2 separate regions of the Sus scrofa genome follow, and region 1 is linked to region 2. A link is a contact called in public Hi-C data. All regions are on one chromosome and are shown on one strand. The core of a region is the stretch at or near the end of the contact, and the rest is flanking DNA. Distances in the headings are between cores, read along the strand shown. Region 1 has its middle 34 kb from the start of ATL2. Region 2 has its middle 68 kb from the start of HNRNPLL.

Region 1 (4,410 bases), core at 872-3,371, 100 kb after region 2:
GGGGGGCGGTTGAGCCTCCTTCAGATAACTAAGGGCTTGTTTCCACACACAGCAAAAATATGCTCCTGCACATTGTTTGGGAAAGTCTTGCTTGTTTTCTTAGAGAGGTCTGGAGGCCCTATGGCTTCCTTCTATTCATTTCATACATTTTGGTACAAAGATTTCATAATTCTGTCCCCACCCTCGCTATTCCCAAGAGCTTTAAGAGAAAAAGAAAAATATATATATATTTAAAGGCCAGGGGTTACAGTCTTTCCTTGGCATGTTCCCCCACAAAGCACTGTGTACACTTAAGGCTCTGTCTAAATAAATAAATGACACAAATATAGATCTTGAGGGGGAGGGCTCTTGCCTGCTGTTTCCCTTGGGGCCCAATGTAACTGTTTTGTTCACATGTTTATGGATTGAGGCTGGTTTGTGTTTTGAATGAGGCCCAAGTAGAGATGTAATTACATATTTGAATAAGAACCAAGTAGAGACAAGTAGATACTGATCTTCACACATAACTTGTTTTTGGAATTTGAGGAAGAAAATGATGAAAGGCGAAGGGAAAGCAAGAGAACAAAGAAAAGGAGGAGATGAGGTTGCAAGGGCTGTGAAAAAACTAGAACTCCATTTACAGGGCAATCAGTTTCCTGGGGATCCTGTCAATATGTAGATTCTGATTTAGTAGGTCTGGGATGGGGCCTGAGAGTCGTGTTCTGACACGCTCCCAGTGAGGCTGACGCTGCAGCCCTACGGGCCTCATTTCATTTTTTCTTTTTGGCCAGGCCCTTTTCATGCATAATTTCCCTGGCCAGGGATTGAACCCGAGTCACAGCAGCGACTAGAGCTGCAGCCGTGGCAATGTTGGATCCTTAATTCACTAGGCCACCAGGGAACTCCCCATGGACCTCACTTGAGAAGCAAGGCCTTAACTTGGGTGGTGCCTTTGTAGAACTCATGCAGAGGCATGCTCTCTCACCGAGCCTATTCTTACATGCTGCCTCTCTCCCACACCAGTTAATTACCTCCTTGATCACTAGTGATGCTTTTTTTAAAATCTTCATGTCAAAAATGAGTAAGCTTTTGTAGAGCTTCTCTCAACATTTCATGGGCGTCACCTTCACTCCCAAAGTCCCTCCAGGAGCTTTTCCTTGGCCCCCAGCATGATTTTTATTTTTTGCTCTCGTTTCCTGGCTTGAGTCAGTCATACAATTCTTCTGTCTTCCTGTCTCTACCACACCTGGTTTTATTTCTCTGGAGATTTTAATGCACAGTCCTTGCACCAATGGGAAAAGGCTTCCACCTTTTCTTCCTTTCCTTCCTTCTTTCTTTCTTTCTTCTTTCTCTCTTTCTTTCTTTCTTTCTTTCTTTCTTTCTTTCTTTCTTTCTTTCTTTCTTTCTTCCTTCCTTCCTTCCTTCCTTCCTTCCTTCCTTCCTTTCTCTCTCTCTCTCTCTCTCTTTCTTTCTTTTTGCTTTTCAGGGCTGCACCCGAAGCATCTGGAGATTCCCAGGCTAGGGGTCTAATCGAAGCTACAGCTGCCAGCCTACGCCAGAGCCACAGCAACACCAGGTCCGAGCCGTGTCTGCAGCCTACACCACAGCTCACAGCAATGCCGGATCCTTAACCCACTGAGTAAGGGCAGGGATCAAACTCACAACCTTATGGTTCCTAGTTGGATTTGTTTCCGCTGCACCACGATGGGAACTCCTCCACCTTTTCTTTCTGGTCCTGTCTCAGAACTAAATTACAAATGGGATCTCCTAACTTAACCTAGATGAGACTCAATTTACGGCTTTAGTGGACAGCTTTTGTTTGGCTCCCAGATCACTGCTTCGTGAAATGATATTCACCACAGTGTGTGGTTTCCAGAAAGTCTGAAGGACAAATGTTTTCCCTCGAATGCAGTTTCTGTGTCACTGTGGTAAACAGGAATCTTCAGACTTGCAGTTGATGAAAGCCTTTAAAATTCTCTTTGGATGAGAGCAAGGCTGCCTAACCTCCCTATAACTAAGAATCTTTCAAGGCTTGTTGCCCAAATGTTTGACTTTCCTGCCTAAAAACAATGATTTGAGTGTGAATCACTGACCACACATCGTAATGCCTAACACTATCCCTTGAAATCCGCCTGGGACCAGTAAACAGTGATTAAGCTGACAGAGCCGGAACAAAGCTTTCCAGCCCTGAGTATGTATTTAACTCGTGTAACCTTAAAACTGTTTTGGCGAAAACTTCCTTGGATCATTCCATGGTATGTTGATTTGAAAACGATATGGTATTATTCAGAAGTTGGCTTCTGCACCATTCTACCAAACAGAACTTTCTGTTAACTGGTATTTTCACAGATTTATGGCGTAACGATAAATGATGTTTATTTATTTTTTATTTATTTTTTTGACATTTTAACAATTTAATTCACTTTGGATACAAATCATTCTAAAACATAGCTTATCATCTGTTATAACATCATGATGAAAATGAAAAAGAATAAATTTCTGGATCTCCTGCCATGTAAAAACTGATTCTATTTTTTGATTTTCTCAAACTTTGTGCCATTTGCAAGCAGAGTTGTAAAATAGGAGTTATTTAAAAATATAGTTGAGGAGTTCCCTTTGTGGCGCAGTGGAAGTGAATCAGGTATCCATGAGGACACAGGTTCAGTCCCTGGCCTCCATCCCTCCCTAAGTGGGCCGGGGATCCAGCATTGCCCTGTGCTGTGGTGTAGGTTGGAGACACGGCCTGGATCCCGGGTTGCTGTGTCTGTGGCGTAGGCCAGCAGCTGTGGCTACAATTTGACTCCTAGCCTGGGACCTTTCACATGCCGCAGGTGTGGCCCTAAGGATAAAGGATGTTTATAAATGAGCCGGAAGCACTTGCTGAAATACCTTCTGAATCCTCCCAGGAAGATGCAATTTTTCTTAATATATTTTGGTGTTCGATATGTTTGAGGTTCATTCTTGGGAAGTTGATCGATGTACCTAATAGGGTCCTAATAACAGTACCTTACACTGGCAGATCCATTTCCAGTTTATTTAGTATTTTAAACAAGAACATGTTATCATCCACATTGTAAAGCTGAAGGAATTGAGACGAAGTGAAGGAGGTAGTCGGTGGAAAAGCCATGACTCCAGACCCAGTTCCTCTGTTTTCTTTTATGGTGGTTCCAGCTCTGTGAGCTTAATCACTGCATGCTCATGCCAGAGAGACTGCATGATTTTAAATCCCACATCATATTTACCTACTTTATTTATCAGACTTGACCCAAATAGTCAACTACATTACTTTATATTCAAGATCAAAGAAGTAGAGACTTCTCTTGAAAGAAAACAAAGTGTGACTCTATATTCCAGATACTTAGATTTTCTAGGTTTTGCACTGTGCCCATCTTTGGTGTTGCAAGAATGGTGAATTTCAGAGATGAGTAGAGTGAGTTATGACTCCAGGAGGAAGAGAAATAATGTGAACCCAGTTGATGCCTGAATGGCTTCCTCCTTGGCCATGTCCAGGGCACAAAGTCTTTGTTGGAAGGTGCTCCAGGAGTTCTGCTGTGGTGCATTGGGTTAAGGATCCAACTGCAGCAGCTCTGGTTGCTGCAGAGGCTCAGGTTTGATTCCCAGCCTGGTGCAGTGGGTTAAATGATCCAGTGTCGCCACAGCTACGGCTCGAATTCAATCCTTGGCCCAGAACTTCATATGCCACAGGGGTGTGGCCATAAAAGAAAAAAAAAGGTACTCCACCTCCTCTTCCAAGTGGACAGTTTCCTGTCTCTGCGCTTGCCTCTATCTTCCTGATTGTCCAACCCAAGACCCTGAAGCCACTTTTCATCCACTGCCACTTGGTTTACAACCAGCCTCCTTTGGCTCTAGGGGTCTCAGAATGGGACCTTGGATTATGCAGGAACAATACTGCGAGGGCCACTTCACCCTCGCTCAGCCTCCCACAGTCCACTCCTGCCTGGCCCAGTAGAGAATCAGTTGTCTCATTCCATATTTGCAAACTGTTAGGGGAATAACAAAAGCCATCTCATTCTGTTTTGGTCTAAGAATTTATTGTCTTCTTCGTGCTTATTTGAAGGTCACCTAGCATATCAACAAAGTTTATATAATATGATACATGTAGTGTAGTGCATACAAGGTACATTTATTTCACAGGCTTTTGGGGTTCTGCAAACTTTATCAGTTCAATCAGCTAAGTTGTTGGGAAAAAAAAGAGGTGCAACATACTAATTTATAATTTAAAGAATATGCAAGTGTAATTCTTATCTACCTGTGCTCCCTTCTCTAATATTTTAATGATCTTTGATTCTTCCTTTGAAGGATGAAAAATTTTAAAGCACATGCTTCATATTTCTTTTGAGCTTTTTATCTTGTGCCTTTCTTGTCTTTGCTGATATTTTTAGAGAAAGATATTAAAAACTGTCATTATCC
Region 2 (4,542 bases), core at 914-3,413:
TAAGATAACCGTCTCCAAAGATGCTCAAAAATACAAGTGTAGCCTGATCCTGTCTCCCATCACGTCAGCATTGTCAGTCAGGCAGTATGTCTTGCTAACAGCCAGCAGTGGTGCTGAATTTCAGAAGCTCACAGCTGAATGAGAACCTTATTATTTGCCCGGTTTCTGTCTTCTGTCTCAAAGGGCTCTTAATGTAAGGAATATTAGGCAGGTGTGTGTGTGTGTGTGTGTGTGTGTGTGTGTGTGTGTGTGTGTGTGTCTTAAATGAATAATTTAAAATGTTAACACAGTTCCAAAATGCCTTGAGGGGAAAAATTTGGTTAAACTTTCAGTGTGAAAGTGTCATTGGCACTGTATAAAGCACACATGCCATCCAGAAGTATTGGGCATATATCCTAAAATCTCCAAGTGTCTGGAGAAGTGTTTTCCTTCTTAAAATGGATTATATCCTGCTCTGAGTACAGGAATCTGACTAATTAAGAGAAATCTTCTTCCCTGACTGCATTAATTCAGCCTTGGGTAGGTCACGATGGATAACAGAGCAGCCTTTGGATTCTCACTGGGAGGGAGCCAGGGGCTGAACACAATGTTCTTTCCATAGAGAGAGAACATATCTCTTGAGAGGTGGAAATACTTTTCCAGCACAGAAACTGCTGCTCCAAAATTTTCGTTACTGGTTTAATATTCAGTTCCAATTTCTGTGTCAAAAGCTGGTGTGGAAAAAATTCTTGTGTTATGGGAAATCTCTGGACTGATGAATACAACAAATTGTGCACTGAGACAATATTAAATAAACGTTAAGCCCTAAAATTACTGTGTAATATTCAAGTATTTACAAATGAAATGATAGGACATTTGGGATTTGCAGCTGACTAGGGGGAAAGGATGTGGGGTATAGATGAAACAGAACAGACCATGTGTTGATATTATTGAAACTAGGTGATAGGTCCATGGGGGTTTATTATACTATTTTCTCTATTGAAAATTTCCATAAAAAAATTAACAAACCCTCCCCCAAGGTATGACTTTCTCTTGTTTGAATGAAAGATGTTTTTAAAAATAAATAATTTGTCAGAGTTCCCATTGTGGCTCAGTGGTTAATGAATCCGACTATGAACCAAGATGTTGCAGGTTTGATCCCTGGCCTTTCTCAGTGGGTTAAGGATCCGGCATTGCCATGAGCTGTGGTGTAGGTCGCAGATGCAGCTCGGATCCCACGTTGCTGTGGCTGTGGTGTAGGCTTGGCAGCTACAGCTCTGATTAGACCCCTAGCCTGGGAACCTCCATATGCTGCAGGTGCGGCCCTAGAAAAGGCAAAAAGACAAAAATAAATAGTTTGTAGAAGTTGCATACTAAAATATAATACATAGCTAACATTATTAGTGCTTACTCTGTGCTTGACATATAACTATGTCACATATTTATGTATTTATACATATAATTATGTATTTTATATAATGTATAGATGTAAATATGTATTTTATATGTATATATGATTTAATCTGTACATATATTACATACATTTAATTCAATTTAATTCCTGTCAACAACCCTATGATGTAAGCTCTATGTAAATTATTGGCATTTGCCGATGAGGCAACAAGGTGAGATGGAGGTTAAATAATGTGCCCAAGGTCGTTAAGCAAATTAGAACCCACGCTCCTTAAACAACACAGCTGCTGTTACCTGTATTCAAGCTGATCTGTACTTTGTGGCCAACAACTTCCCTTATCAGTTTATCGTTTATTTTTAAATTGATTTGGTGGGTGGTGGGTGGGGTGAAAAAATACTGTTACAAGACTGTTCAACAACTCTGTTGAAGCCGCCTATCCCCTGTGGCCCCAGGCGCTGGGCGCTTGGGACAGCTCTGGGTATGCGGTCGCGCGGGTTGGCTCAGGAGGCCAGTTACCCCGGATCCTCCACTCAGACCCCCACCCGGAGCGGCGCGCCAGCCGCCGCGTCGCGCCACCTGGTGGCCATAAGTCCCCGCAAAGCTGCCTCCGCCGAGTGGGGTGCAGGGCCCTTCGAGGGCGGTTGGATCCCACGAGTCTGAGGGTCCGCACAGCCTTCCTGCGAGGACCAAGAAGGGTGTCCAAGTCCTGCAGTTACAAACCGAAGGCAGATGGGCCATCCTTTAACTCTTGTCCGAGCGGAGTAGGCCTCCAGGGGGCGATCTGGGCCCGGGCCAGGGACACTGAGTGAACGCTCCCTCCAGGGATCCTCCTTCCCAGCCGAAGCCAGGGTTCCCCTCAGAATCTCTTCCACCTTCAAGAAGTGGAAATTCAATTAAGAGGGGGTGATTTTGCCTAAGAACTCTTAAAATGAGCTCTTAAAATTTACAAGTACTTAAAATTAATGTGTATATATATGAATATGTACATGCATATTTCTTTGTACTCTCACTTCTTTCCAGGAGGGGTATTAAAGCTGGACTTATATAATTTTTCCCCCCTCACAACAGCCAGCTAGGCTTGTGAAAAGCATGTGTGATGACCTCCAGAGCTGTAACCTATGAAGTAAGCAATGCTGACCAGAGCGTGTGGAAGGGCATCTGGCCGCAGTCTTTCAGACCTCCTGCACAAGTTCTGGGACGCCTCACTTGGCCGACCAGCCCTCCCCCTTGGTGCTGGAGGAAAGTGGCACAACTGGAGAGGCAGAAAAGTATTTTGAGGCCCTGGCAGAGGGCAGGGGTTCAGTCCCCATCAGAGCAGGTGTGTAAGTACCCATTCTCCCTGTCCCATTAGCCTGCCAAGAAGATCAGTGAGACCTGCAGAACTTTCTACCCACACAAAAGAGAATTGCTGGCTGCCTGGACCTGAAGGCAACTCTCTGTGGCACATGGTCCCTTTCCTATGGTCTGTACTGCCATGAAGCTAAGCATGTCCTGAAGGAAGCTCTTTCCTGGGCTCTCTGAAGCTTGCAGGCCATAAGCCATATGCTGCTTGGCACCTCCTGTTATACAAAGCAGGTGCTGCAGAGGGAGAGCAGCCCCTCCAAGGTGGCCCCTCATCCAGACCTGCCTAGAGGTACTGCAGGGAAGGCCCAAGTCTTTGGGGGCCTTTCCTAGCTCAAGACTAGGCAGGTCATCTAGTTTACTTCGTGAACATTGTGTTGTTGTGCTTAAGGGCATCCCTCTTCATGAAAAGGCAGGGTCCTATCTGAAGGGTGAGGTCATTCATTACATCATGCCATTAAGGAAGAGGAATATTTCTCAAATCTGATTCTGAGATCTGAGCAGGGACTACTTGGGTGGGCTGCAGAGCTGGTGATCTCACTTTGCATAGAGATTGAGGGGGCCAAATTCCAGTGAGGCAACCTCTGGGGGCAGGGCTGGAGGATGGTGTAGAAATGAGGGACCCAAGAGGGATTAGTGAAGACTTGTTTCAGCCCCTTTGGGCAAGTGTTTAGGTCTCTCCGATACTGAGTGAATTGGATTAGAGCCTCTGAATTCGGGACAAATTAGCTATGGTGTAGCTGACCCCCATGCTGGCAGTGCCACTTGGTCTTAGCATAGCCAAGAGAAAACTAACAGACAAGGGGAGGCATGGTGTCCATTGTTAGACCAGAGCTGTGACAAACAGCTGTAGCCCCTGGGTACCAGGGCAGTGTTGACTTGGTAATTGAAGTGAGAGCACCCAGAGGTTAGCGATAGAGTCAGGGCTCCTCAGTCATCTCTTCCTCTTTGACTTCATCTGATGCTAGACCTTGCCAAATCAAGGTTTAATTTTACTTAGGGAAATATTTTTTCCTTGTAATCCATGGTTTCAATATGAATCAATCAAGAAACTGGTTAAAAAGGGAAATGCCAGGTTTGCTTTCATTAATAGAAGCCCAGCACCAGGGCCAAGGGCTGTAATCATGTCACTGTAGTACTCTTACTCTCTGGTGGTTGTCAGCTATTACTCTGTTGGAAGGAGATGGAGGTGGCTGGCTCTTGGCTAGCCCTCATGGGTGGGTGAGCTTCAAGCACTCCTTTTCTCTCAAACTAAGTCCAGGCCAAAGGCAGGTGAAAAACCGCTTTGGACCCTTTTATCTGACCTTTTTTACTTGGTTGATGAGAAGACCTGGACAAAGGGACCACAGCACTTCCCTTGGCCTAGAGCAGAACTCTGGGCTAGCTACTCCCTAGCTCTTTTACTTGGCTGCACCTTAGTCCTGCTGCCAAAGGCAGGTCCCATCCCGACGCAGGGAGCATGTCCTGGTCTTTTGAATGGAGGCATGTGCTTTCAAAGGATGGGGGTTCTAGAAAGGAGAGTGGATGAAGCCAAAAAATGTCCAACACTGTACCCCCGACTAGGTTCCAGCTGCTTCCTCTCCTTGGGTATGCTAAGGGAGCCTCAACCTTCCCCTTACGGCTAAAGTGTGCTATGCCTCTGGTCTAACCATCTCTCTAAAAAGATGCATGGTCCGTTAGCATATAGTTAGCTAAAAGTTTATCCCGGAAGACTGGCCTGGAAGCCAAGAAACAGTTGTGGTGACTGAGGATGTTTGGTTTAGAATAAAGAAGACATGCAGAAACCAGTCTCTCTCTTAAATATTTAG

What was found. Hi-C and Micro-C count contacts between places; a contact is called where the count stands out from the background.
Region 1: a Hi-C map of skeletal muscle shows a contact between it and region 2, with 2.1 times the contacts expected there. A contact is called at or near these places in 3 of 47 Hi-C or Micro-C datasets (embryonic fibroblasts, liver and skeletal muscle) and 1 of 2 datasets of targeted methods (skeletal muscle).

The regions. Positions count from the first base shown.
Region 1 is chr3:101,921,005-101,925,414 of Sscrofa11.1, forward strand. No RefSeq gene overlaps it. Among named protein-coding and RNA genes, the nearest start is that of ATL2, 34 kb to the right of the region's middle.
Region 2 is chr3:101,818,943-101,823,484 of Sscrofa11.1, forward strand. It overlaps the pseudogene LOC110260126. Among named protein-coding and RNA genes, the nearest start is that of HNRNPLL, 68 kb to the left of the region's middle.